Linked DNA regions of Mus musculus: region 1 is linked to region 2. The links are chromatin contacts, called in public Hi-C maps. All regions are on one chromosome and are shown on one strand. Each heading gives the region's core, a stretch centred on a gene start, on an enhancer-like site or on the middle of the called end of the contact. The rest is flanking DNA. Distances are from core to core; before and after follow the strand shown. Region 1 has its middle 47 kb from the start of A730056A06Rik. Region 2 overlaps Gm36865 (a long non-coding RNA gene).

Evidence for each region. A called contact is a pair of places that touch in the nucleus more often than the background predicts.
Region 1: a contact with region 2 is called in a Hi-C map of stem cell-derived neural stem cells, with 2.9 times the contacts expected there. The contact joins two enhancer-like sites. A contact is called at or near these places in 1 of 484 Hi-C or Micro-C datasets (stem cell-derived neural stem cells), 1 of 115 datasets of contacts at active chromatin or transcription factors (stem cell-derived neural progenitor cells) and 1 of 9 other capture datasets (embryonic stem cells).

Annotation. Positions count from the first base shown.
Region 1 is chr7:73,420,044-73,426,458 of GRCm38.p6, reverse strand. No RefSeq gene overlaps it. Among named protein-coding and RNA genes, the nearest start is that of A730056A06Rik, 47 kb to the right of the region's middle. Within about 2 kb of position 2,073, at least 49 of the 459 cell types and tissues checked have an H3K27ac peak or open chromatin away from gene starts, as enhancers often do. A contact at or near this core is called in stem cell-derived neural progenitor cells and stem cell-derived neural stem cells, where this site is marked.
Region 2 is chr7:72,769,764-72,775,852 of GRCm38.p6, reverse strand. The region is part of intron 3 of Gm36865 (a long non-coding RNA gene); the gene reads left to right. Among named protein-coding and RNA genes, the nearest start is that of Gm36865, 54 kb to the left of the region's middle. Within about 2 kb of position 1,667, at least 23 of the 459 cell types and tissues checked have an H3K27ac peak or open chromatin away from gene starts, as enhancers often do. A contact at or near this core is called in stem cell-derived neural progenitor cells and stem cell-derived neural stem cells, where this site is marked.

The DNA of each region.
Region 1 (6,415 bases), core at 824-3,323, 650 kb before region 2:
CTGCGTACTTCAGGGAATGGCATGGAGCCATTAAAACTGAGTCATGAGAGGTTGCCCTCATCTTTCACAGTGGTCATGGGGAGCCTGCTTCAAACATCCACCTCTGTCCAGAGAGAAGTAAGACATCAGGCCTACAGCCTACAGCTTTAGTGCAGTTAATCAGTTGGGTTATATACTCTTCTCTTCTTTTCTCTCCCCTCCCCTCCCCTCCCCTCCCCTCCCCTCCCCTCCCCTCCCCTCCCCTCCCCTCCCCTCCCCTCCCCAACTTCCTAACTTCCTAACTTCCTTCATGATTTATTCTCCTTTTATGGGCACTGGTGTTTTGCCTGCATGTATGTTTGTGTGAGGGTGTCAGATCTTGGAATTACAAACAGTTGTGAGCTGCTGTATGGGTGTTGAGAATTGAAACTGGTTCCTCTGGAAGAGAAGTCACTACTCTCAACCACTGAGCCATCTCTCCAGCCCTGGGTTATATATTCTTGAATGCGGAAAAACACTTTTCTTTTTTTAAAAATTTTCTTCTATTTTTTAAAAAAAGATTTATTTATTTATTATATGTAAGTACACTGTACACTGTAGCTGTCTTCAAACACTCCAGAAGAGGGAGTCAGATCTCATTATGGATGGTTGTGAGCCACCATGTGATTGCTGGGATTTGAACTCGGGACTTTTGGAAGAGCAGTTGGGTGCTCTTACCCACTGAGCCATCTCACCAGCCCCGAAAAACGCTTTTCTTATGGAAACAGTGACACAAATGTTCACTTGCAGTTTGGCACAGCGGCAGGCTTAGCTCCAACATGGCCCAGATAGAGGAAAGGTGACCTGGCCTATGTGTCGAAATTGTCCTAGGATGGAGTTTAGGAGAATCTTGCCCAAGCCCAGGGTTTTTAAAACTTGCACATAAGTGTCTTTGAAACAAAACTCAAACCTTTATGGTTCTCTCAATTCTTAGTGCCAAACACACCCATGTGTCCACTCAGCAGGGAGAGGGCGGCCGCTGGGACTCCACCTTGCTAGTTGTCCAGGACCCTTAGGTGCAAGGCCTGGCCTGGCAGGAGGCTGCTGGGTCTATAACGCTTGCGCCTGAGTGGAGAAGTGTGGAGGACAGGTCCTGTGAAGAAACCTGGTGATCCCCCTGCTTCAGGACGCAGCTAGAACAGCTCTGGGAACCTTTTAGGAACAAGTGCTGTGACAATCTAAGTGCTAGTTAGCTGGCTTCGAAGCCCACTGCTGCCAAGATGCCCACCTTCTGGAAGCTGCAGGCCCTTGCCTCCCAGCCCTCCCTAGCAGGGACTCAATGTTTGGTGATCACCACAAACCCTGCTCAATTAGTGCCAACAGAAAGGTCATGTACAAAAACTAAGGATCAGCTGTGTGTCAGAACAGAGTCTGTGGCTTTTAAAGGAGCCGTCCTGGCAATTCCATCAAGGCTTTAACTAAAAGCCCCGTCTGTCATACTTCAGGTCAGAACCTTCTTTGGCCCATGCTGCCTGTTGGCTTGCATGGTTTTGTGGAGTAGGCTGTGGATGTGGCTGGACCAGCTAAAACCTTTCTGTATGCCCCTGATCATAGTGGCACCCTGCCCAGACCCTGCTGGTGAGACTTTCCCTCAGGTGACAGGTCCCGGGCATGTCCTGGACTGTTAATGTGTCCAAGTGGCTTGTCCCTGGCCACACTTCTGGCTTTATTTGGGAACAAAAACAATGGTCTTCACCTGCAGTGTGTGCAGAGTAAATTGCCATACCTCAGAGCAAGCAAGCATGGGGAGTTCACATGAGCTCTCTGCCTTTCCTGGAACTCCTGCTAACTACAGGCACTATTGTGGTGTTTGGGTGGCATAAAGGAATTCATGGGAGTCAGAGTGTGTCCTCCCCACCCCCACCCCATTTTATCTCTGCTGTGAAGCAGCTTCAGTTGCAAATTGGTGTGTTGTATGAGTGCATACAGGGCAGAGAGAAGGCCACCAGGCAGGAGACAATGTCCCATTCTTAGTTGGGGATGGAACCAGAGGACAGCTGGGGAGGTCGGGGTGACCAGGACAAAGCTTGTCCTTCTCAGAGGTCAGGCCTTTCCCAGCACCAAGCTCCAGTGGCTTGAGCAAGAGGCTTCTGTAAAGCCACCGCTTGCTCTGGAGCCCAGCAGGGACAGAGCCATCGAAGAGCTTCAGTGTCAGAAGGACACAATTACAACTAGATCCTGGGGACAGGCTGCTCATTGGAGGGAGTTCTCAACAGAAGCATGGGGCCTGCCTTCTTGGAATTTATTTTAAGTGGGGTGGGTACTCTAGACAAGCAAACTGCAAGCAGACAAAATGCCACCTAAGGGAGAAAAGAAGCAAGATTACAAGATGTGTGTTCTGTTAGCCCCACCAAGGGCCAACAGAGGTAGCCGTGATGGAGGCCCTGCAGGATACATAATATGTGCTTGGCTGGTCACATTGTTAGAGAGGATGGTCGGGCCACTAGACGCACTGAAGATGGAGACCACTCCTGCAACCTGTCCATGTTTGCTTTCTATTTCAGAGATAAACACAATGACTTGTAACTTTAATTTTTTCAAATCCTGTTTTTAATGATGGTTCTTAAACGCTTTAACCTTTCTTGTAGCCCCCCCCCCCTTCAGAGTTAGTAAAAAGGATATGGGGGTGGGGGTAGAGGGAAGTGGACTTGTTTAGAAAGGTTATTTGGAGCAACTCCTGTCTGTTGTCTGGAAATCTGCAGTTCAGTTCACAGGTTAGCAGGCAGTGGCAGCTCCATCCACTCGCAAACACCTCACAGATAAACTACCTCACAGATGCACCAGGAGCCCAGTTCAGAAGAATCAGGTTAGCAACAGCAGTGACACTACCTAGCAGAGACAGCCGGGCCTCAGCCTCAGCTCCAGACAGCAGAAGGGGCCCCGGGAGAAGTTCTCAGCTGTGCATCTCTCAGGGAAGCGAAGATCAGTGAAGACGAGAGACCCACAAGCGTTACACAGCCAGCTGTACCAGCAAGCCAAGCTCTCTTCGTCATTCTGTGGAGTCCTATTTCTACCCTCCAAGCATCACGTGTCCTCCACGTGTCCTGCCTCAGCACATGCATCCAGTCAGCCCGAGTCCTTGAAAGTGGCAACAAACTACAGCACACCGCCACAAGTTTTTGGTGCATTTCTCTCCATGGTTTCCCGACAAATGCAATGTGAGGTGGACGATGCCTGTCATTAGCCAAGAATCCTTCATCACACGTCCTTTCACGTGCTTGCTTTAGTAGAACATCATTTCTCCTGTGTCTGCTTCAGCTAAGCATTCCTTCACGAATCCGCCTTAGCTTTTTACACCTGTGTCCACTTTAATGAAACATTCCTTCACGTGTTTGTCCTAACAAAACACCCTCCAACTGTCTTTCCAAAGAGTCTTCATGTTTCACTTCATTGACCAAAAGCAACTTGGGGAATAAAAGGGTTTGTTTCATTTTAGCCCTTCCAAACATGCAGAGAAGTCAGGGCGGGAATTTGAGGCAGGAACTGAAGCAGAAGCCACAGGAATGGTGCCTACTGGCTTGCCCTCCGTGGCACACTCAGCCCTGGTGGTCCCTTCCACCCACCGTTGCCTTGGCCCTCCTACATCATCATTAATCAAGAAAATGCCCCTACAGACTTGCCTATAAGCTAATCTGATGGAGGCGTTTTCTTAATTAAGGTTTCCTCTTCCCAGGTGACTCAGGCTGACAGAAAACTCACTAGCATGCCTCCCTAGGTGGGACCATCTCTGTATCTGACATAGCATCCCAGAGTAAGTGTAATTCTAGAACTGTCCTGCAGAGGGCAGCAGGCGCACACAGACTCCAGCCTAACCGCAGATAACCCACATGCTGCCCGGTTCTTCCAATGTTTAGATCTCTCTCTTTTTTTTTTTTTTTTTTTTTTTTTTTTTTTTTTTTGCCACCAGAGTCCAGAGGATTGGAGCCATCCTGTTCCTGAAGGAGGAATGAGAGGGGACTGAGAGCAGCTATATGCTTCCCTACCTTCTTCAGCCACTGCTCAGGGTTCTCAGGTCTATGGCAGCGAGAGGGATCAAGGTCTTATGAGCTCTGGGCTGGGCTGCTCCAGGTCGTCACACACACACACACACACACCCCCGCATACTCTGCTCTTTGTAGAATGCTTTCTCCACCTTCTGACATGCCTTGCTCCAGAAACTCGTGTGGTGAGTTAGTCACACATGCCTTTTACCCCTCCAAAGAGGAGCATCCCTTTTCTTCCTTCCTTAGGCGGCCACTCAGAATGTACCTGCTTCTCTTCCTGGAGTCTGCTGCCATGTGGGTCGTTAGATTATGTAAGTATCAACTATTGGTTTATCTCCCCAGCAAGAATACAGGATTTGTCCCGAGACAAATGGATTCATCAATGACTAAGTTCCTGGGTACCACTGCCACCGGGACCTCTTTCGGTGGGTTCTCTTGTTGATGTTGGGCATCTGTGCCAGGAATTAGCTCATTAGATTTCCACAGGACCCTGGGAGGTGGCTACGTGTAATTCCATTTTACAGATCAGGAATCTAAGGCTCAAGAAAAAAAAAATCCAAGGGAGACCACACAGCTAGCAACAGGCAGAGCCCAGCTCCGATGCCAAGTCAGCCTGCTGCCCAAGCTCACATGCCCAGCCGCTGCTCTGAGCCATGCTTGGGCCTGAGAGACAGGCTCCAGTGCTGCCTGGCTCTCCTGGACCTCTGCCAGTCTTCAGATAAGTTTTCCCTCCAAATTTACCCGGGCAGTTATCAGATTTCGCTGATCAGTCCTTTCTGGTTTTTACCCTTACAAACTCTGGCTTGTGATATGAGAAGCCTAAGAGTTCTTTTCCTTGTTTTTGCTCTGGTGGGGGTGGGGGGAGCACAACCCAGGAGCCTAAGGTCTCTCACACCATAGGCAAGGGCCCTAACATTGAGCTACATACTCATAGGCAGTTGGGGATGGAGTGGGAGAGAGAGAGTAGCTCACAGGCTATGCGAAAGCTCTTCGGTTGCCAGGCTGACTGGCCTCGGCCCAGGTCTGCACCAGAGCAACTGTCATGCACAAGGAAGATGGGAGCACTCAGACTTAACTCAGAGCAACTGTCATGCACAAGGAAGACGGGAGCACTCAGACTTAACTCAGACCAACTGTCATGCACAAGGAAGATGGGAGCACTCAGACTTAACTCAGACCAACTGTCATGCACAAGGAAGATGGGAGCACTCAGACTTAACTCAGAGCAACTGTCATGCACAAGGAAGACTGGAGCACTCAGACTTAAGGTGCTGGCCCCGGACATTTGAGATGCAAATTCCCCTGTTCTGGAGGGCAGTGAGCGGTGTGGTATTTAGGAAAGAATTCTTGTGGGTTAAATTTAGGAGCCTGAAAAAAATTCCAAGCCCCACATATTTTTTTGGCAAGTGTCACATGGCACTTTCATCTGATGGAGAGTGAAGGACTTTTTGCCTGGGCCTGGCTTTTCCACAGTCTGTCCAGCGTGTGGCTCGGGCCAATGGCCCCGCCATTGCTATGCTGTTCCCCTGGGATTGTTTTCTTTAACAATCCCACTGACCACTGGGGGGGCCAGGCCTTTGGTGACTGACAATGCAGGAGAGTGGGTGCATTTAGCTCTTTCCTCCTAGATCAACCCTTCAGGGTCTTTGTTTAAGAGCCTGTGGTTTTGCTTGTTTCTTTGTTTCAAGCAAGGCTCTTGAACATTCTCTCTCTCCTCACATCTGGTGCTGAGGTTGTGTGTCCGGTGGGCATAAATGCTCTCTGGATTTCTCCTCTTACTGGCCTTTCGTCTCCTCCCCAGTCTTGCGGGTTCCTCTCCTCTGGGGAGCAGATGAAGACATTGCTGGGAGCTGTTGGGAGCCTCAGAGGGTTAAGTGACTTGACCAAGCTTACTTATCTGGGACTTAAACTTGACTTGAACAGAGTATCACAAGCAAAATTGACCTAGGTGTATGCCTTGGCTCTGCCCTTGACAGGGAGGGCATGGTACAGGGGGGCACATCTCACACAGATCTTCAATCTGTTAAATGGTTTGGGTCCCGTGACACTGAATCACGGCGACAACATGTGCCCGTAGTCAGCAGGGAGCCTGGCTTTGCACACGTCTGGACAGTGGTGCTATCAGAGCACATCACTGGGCCCCTAGGCTGGGTGCTAAGGGATGTTGAAGGGGTCGAGTTGTGGCTGGGGCTTCTCGGTCATGCTGGCTTGGATGAAGCCATTATGGACCGCAGACCCTCCTCCATTCCAGACTCTGTTCTAGACAACAGCTCTCAGCCTTTCATCGTATAACATCGGTCTGCCCTGACGTGCCCAGAGCAAGGGGAAACGGACCAACCAAGTCCTTCTAACGGCTCAGGCATAGGAAGGAAGAGAGGTAATCTCAGTCCCCGAAGGCCATGGTGGTTAAACAG
Region 2 (6,089 bases), core at 418-2,917:
CTTATGTGCGTTTGGACATCTGGACATGACAAATGGCTTTCTCCATCTAAGCTTGTCCTTGCTTGCTCTTTCAACTACCATCTGTGTGGCTTTCTCTAGACACTTTTCATGTGGGGACCATTTCTAAGTCCTAGGTCAGAAAAATGGGCAAGGGTAGAACCTTATTATCAGATATCTTCTGAGTATTTATCATGAGGTTTACTTACATTTTCCCATTCAATTCTCATGAACAAGGTGAGGATAAATACATTCTAAAGCTGAAGGGAGAAACTAAGGGTTAGAAAACCCTGTTTAGAGATGCAGCACCCAGTAAGTGGGTCCTTTCCCTCTGGGCACAGATGGTGACAGATTCTGTGGGCCATAGGAGATGAAATGAAAACAGAAATCCAGTTTGTCAGGAGCTCAAGAGAGGTGAGAGGAAGCAAGAGAGGGAGGGGTTCTGAAGGCGCTGCAGATAAGGACCGGGTATCTCCACAGGCAATTTTTGCACACATCTCTGCTAACCTTGAGTTATGTTTCTAGAACTGGAACAAAATACTAGACAGAATAAACTTAAAAGAACAAAGGGTATATTTTGGCTCACAGAGTCAATGGTTTTAGCCCATGGTCGTTTGGTCCTATGGCTTGTGGTGAGGCAGGATATCATGGTGAGAGTATTTGGCTGCACAAAGTTCCTCACCTCGTGGGAAGGAGGGGGAAAGGGGACGTAGAAAGAGAGAAAGGGAGGAGAGGTAGGGTGGGAAGAGGAAGAAAGAGGGGGTGTGGAGGAGGGGAATAAAGGGAAAGGTAGAGGCAGAGGGCAAAGGAAGAGAAGAGAAAGAGAAAGATGGAGGGAAGAGAGGAGAACAGGGAGGTTGGGGCTGGGGAGAGGGCGGAAGGAAAGAAGAATAGGAGCAGGTTTCCAACATCCCCTTCTGGGCCTGCTCACCACCTCCCCAAAGCACCACATGGCTGGCGACTAAGCCTTTAGCATATGGAACTTTGGAGGACCTTTAATGTCCACACAGTAACATCCCACAATGCATCACTGCAGTTTGTCTTGTCTGCTGCCCCGTGGGCTTGACTCTCCCCAGTGCTTCCTGGACTCCTAGCCTCCTTGTCAGCCTCTGCAGCCCAGCATCCTGCTGTCATAAGTCAGCCTCAGACAGTTCCCAAGGCTCATCTCTCATGATCTGCATTCTCTCCCCTCCCCTGCCTCCCCTTAGGTGCTGGTGTTAAATGTTCTTGTCAGAAGCAACTATTTACAGGCCATTAACAACAGAAAGGATGATTAGGATGAATAATGCATGCTGCCAGTCAGGGGCTTTAGTATTCAGTACAGGCCTCTTCCCAGGCCAGGCGAGGGGTTGCTATGGAGTATGCTACTTCTTGAGAGCCCAATAACATGGAGAAGCAAGGGCAGGCTGCTGTGGGCAGGGAAAACTTAGTCTCTTAAGCTCATCCTTTGAGAGAAAAGCAGAAGAGATGGGGGTTTGTTGCATTTGTTCTTTGCAGATATTTTCACCTTTCTTCCCCAACATGTCCCCATTACACACAGACACACACACACAGACACACACACACACACACACACACACACACACACACACACACGGGTATTGTAACCCGGGAGACCCAGGTGCAGCTGTGCAATGACTGTGCAATCCATGCCCACATTACCATTTAAATCCTAGTAACATTTGTCTTCTAGTTTCTTTGAAAAATAAGGCTTATAGAAAGTGAATGTATTCAAGGGACTAAGTGCATAAGCAATAGATGGCTGTCAAACACATTCTCTCTCTCACACACACACACACACACACACACACACACACACACACACACACACACATACACCCCTCACACACATTTCTTGATCTCCAGCTGGTAATAGAGATAGATTAACCATCACAGAGGCTCATATCAGAAAGCCCAAGAAGCCATGGTTCTTTCTGATCATTATTGTGACTGGATACATTCTAACAGAAAAGAATGGCCAAGAGAGGACTCAGTCAATCTAGTGACCATTGCTCTTTTTCTGTATAATTTCTCAATGATAACATCAGAGAGAGTAAGTGAGTCTCATCCCAGGATCCTCCTAATTATCAACTTTTAGGCAATATCTTTTCCATATGCTTATCTGTGTTACTATATGGAATCAAGAGAACTGACTATCTAGCAGAGAAGAGGTCTGTACTATTAACAAATTGCTTTGCTATGCAGAAATCAAGGCCATTTGAGGTACCGGTCTAAAAAGTCATATTTGGCAATAATGAGTTCCATGTTTTTATTTGTATTAGGGCATTTTTCAGGATCTATTTCATAGGCTTTTCTTTCTGTCTTCTGTAGCATGAGATTCCTGCAGAAGTGACATTGAGCTCATAAGTACAGGTGCATTAGTGTTGAAAGGCAATGTTGGCCAGAAGGATGCTGGGTTAGGTCACCTGCTCTCTTCAACTGCTCCCGGGAAGGAATTGTAAGGAAGAGTTTATTTTCTGCTAGCTGAACAGAGGTGGGACTGAACCACACTAGTCCTCAGCATAAGTTCATCACACCTATTTATTTTATGCCCACCTTCCCTGCTTTACCTTTCTTATTGCCCTCTAGATTTCTCTGAATATGTTTACAGTGCTCTAAATGCATACAACCCTTGGTCTAGACCCTTTTGGAAAGCAGGATGGACTCTGGGTTCTGACATTCTCATCTTCAAGTCTGACCTTCCACTTTCCTTCTAAGCAGCAAACATAATATTTGAGTTACCTTTCCAATTTCTTTCTCTGGCATGTGGTTTTAGACATCTTTATTGCTTTAGCTGTGTTTTCCTCCACACTCATGTCTGTGTTGCTTACACAGAAATGCAGGTGTTTGTGGGTTCGGCTCCCCAAGCTCATTTGTTTGCTAACCCTGCAACCAAACTCATCATATTTTGAGAGATTCTTCATCAACAGACTAGAGCTCCATTTCAGCCTTCAGCGACCCAGAGGCCCAAATAAGAAGTCCACCTGTAGGGTTTAGCTCCTTGGGTACTTTCTCTAGCTCCTCCATTGGGGGCCCTGTGATCCATCCAATAGCTGACTGTGAGCATCCACTTCTGTGTTTGCTAGGCCCCGGCATAGTCTCACAAGAGAGAGCTATATGTACCCCGGAGCTCTTGACTCTAGCTGCATATGTATCAAAAGATGGCCTAGTCGGCCATCACTGGAAAGAGAGGCCCATTGGACTTGCAAACTTTATATGCCCAGTACAGGGGAACGCCAGGGCCAAAAAGTGGGAGTGGGTGAGTAGGGGAGTGTGTGTGGGGGTATGGGGGACTTTTGGGATAGCATTGGAAATGTAAATGAGGAAAATACCTAATAAAAATATTAAAAAAAAAAGAAGTCAGCCTGTTGTTGATGGCTTCCTGGCAGCTAGAACATGGTCAAATAGCCCAGGCTTAATTAATTGGATATTGCTACCTGGGATGGTGAGTTGAAACAATGAACATGAAAACACAAATATTTCTTTGCAAATCTACCAGCAAAAGTGATGTGTCAAAGGTCAGCTCAAGTAGCATCAAGAAGCAGTGGGGTCTATGATCAACCTGATCAATCTGCTCTTATAACCTTGACTCTGATTTCTGAGTCCCAGCCCTTGCTCATTTCCTTTCTACAATTCCACCATCCTCACTTTCTTTGCACTTTTCCAGTAAGACTTGTGATTTGGGTTCAACAGAACCTGTGACTAACAACACTGAGTCTTTTCCTCCTAGAGTCTCAGGACTGCTTTGAGCCTTATGTTAAATACCTTCATAGGCATTCTGGATTTTCCTAGAGAAATATGTTAGTAGCTCTTCTGGAATTTCTCTAAGATGATTTTTTTTTATAGCTCCCATCAGTTTGCTCTGTTACTCACTTAATAGCTCATGAGATGTTAGAAACTCATCTCTTGGTATCCATGGTGATTAGATTTTGTAGCCTTTAGGATACCCAACAGTGTGGATGCTCAAGTGTCTGTATATAATGGTGTAATGTTTGTGACTGGTCTATGCATTTAAAGTTTCCACAAACTTTAAACCTTTTCTAGATCAGTTTTCATATACATGCAATATCAATGGTTGCTATGCTATTATTTATGAAATAATGACACAAGAATTTATACGTGTTTGATACAGACACATTTTTTTCTCTTAATAACTGTGTTTGCTTGGATCTTCAGATAGATAGGAAAGGCCTTATGACCTTTCAAAAGCTCTTGCATTTGTCATGCACCCCTCCGAATGATTATAGTAAGATGACAACCCATTAGTGAGGCTCCACTCACTTTCCATGTTGCTTTTTAACCGATCTATTCCTCTGCTACCTGCAGAGAAATCTGGTTGATACTGGTCAACAAAAGCTATCCTCAATAAGTTAGGGGCATCTTGAATTTTAGCAGCAGTGGCTTAACCAGAGAAATAGTTGTTTTGTAGCTTCTGGATTAGAGTCCTGAGAGCAGAATGAGAAATTCTTGACAGATGCACAGTCTTTGACAGATATCAAAGGCAGAGGGAACACTGGGCTGTGTCTCTGAATTCCATCTGATCAGTGGCAAAAGTGAATTGGTACCCAGAGTGATTGCTCTGGTCACCTTGATCTATGCTGGGTTCTTTGTCCATCTCTATGATGCATATCACGATCAAGACAAGGACGATGCTTTGTTATCACCGCGCTCTTGGTTCTTGGGTAATGAGCACAGGCAATAGGGGTGCCTCCACCCACAGCCTTTGCTGGCACTGCTTGGATTCTGTTCTTTGGGAAGCTCTCCACCTTGGGACTTCTCAGTCCAAAGCCAGTCCAGCTCCTAGCAGCAGCCTGGAGTAATAAAGAACATAAAAGTCACATAGGATTAGAAGGGAAGGGAAATTCCCTGGTCCCCCTTCAGTAAAACCCCTGGAGGTGTGCAATTAATTCCTACACAAGGAGGAAGAGGGGCTGCCTTTAAGGCAGTGAGCAAATGTCTCATTTGTATTCTACTTTCTGAGATAAGGGAGAGGTATTTAAAGGCTATTTAGTCTCTCTCTAGTACTTGAAACTTATGGATGGCCCTGTCAAAAGTGAAGATTTTAAGAATGAATAATAAACCCACTTTAGAAGATAACTACCAGTAATTTGCCCTCTCTCCTCTTTTCTAAGATGGATTGATATCACAGGTACAGGAAAGACCAATGATTTGTACAGCAGGAGAGCAATTTACTTCTCCACATCCAGCAGAAAGAATGCTGATTGCAGGCTGGCCTTTCCTGTTGGGTGTACTACCTCTGGAACTTCTGCAGAAATCCAGAGTTTTCACAGGGTTAGTGAGGGGAGTGGGTGACTTCTTGCTGTGTGAGCACTGATTCTCAATGGAAATAACTGTCCTCAGAGCACATGCTCTTCATTCTATCTTCAGGTTTAGTCCCCTTGGGGTCCTCTTGTCATAACCTAATGAAACCCTCTCAGGAGAATTCCATGTAAAAATTGTAGAGTCTGCATCTGTCTTTGGAATATTCTATGTAAACATTTTGGTATAGTAATTTCAGATTTACAGAAAGTTATAGGTATAGAACAGTTCATTTTTCTTTTCTGGTTTTCCTGGTGTTAATATGTTACATGCCAGAGTAGTAGGGACAGGAGTGCCCCAAGAGGCCTTAGGTGGTGCATGGGACAGAGGTTCACAGGTTCAAAGCTGTTTGAGAAATTTAAAGAACTGAAGACAAATCATGAGTTGTAGGACTGTTACATGGAGCTAAGAACATCAAAAAGAAACCCAGAGCAACAAAGTCCTTGTTCAGGAGGAAGTTATCTCTAGGCAATCTAGCCTTGGGTACCAGAGTGGAAAGATGCGTAGCCTTTAGTCAATGAATTCAACTACTAGGATTAAAAAGTGACTTTATTTTAAATGGTTGGCATATTTATTAGGTATACAATAACTATATACATTTATTTCAATATTTAATCGAATATTATAAATTTTATATGCTTACTATATAAATTTTAATATAAAATTAAATATATTTTAAAATATAAATATAAAAAATATATATAAAGACTGCAAGATTTAAATTCTCTCCTACATTTGAGTTCTCCAGAGACCAGAACCTCTTATGAAGTAAC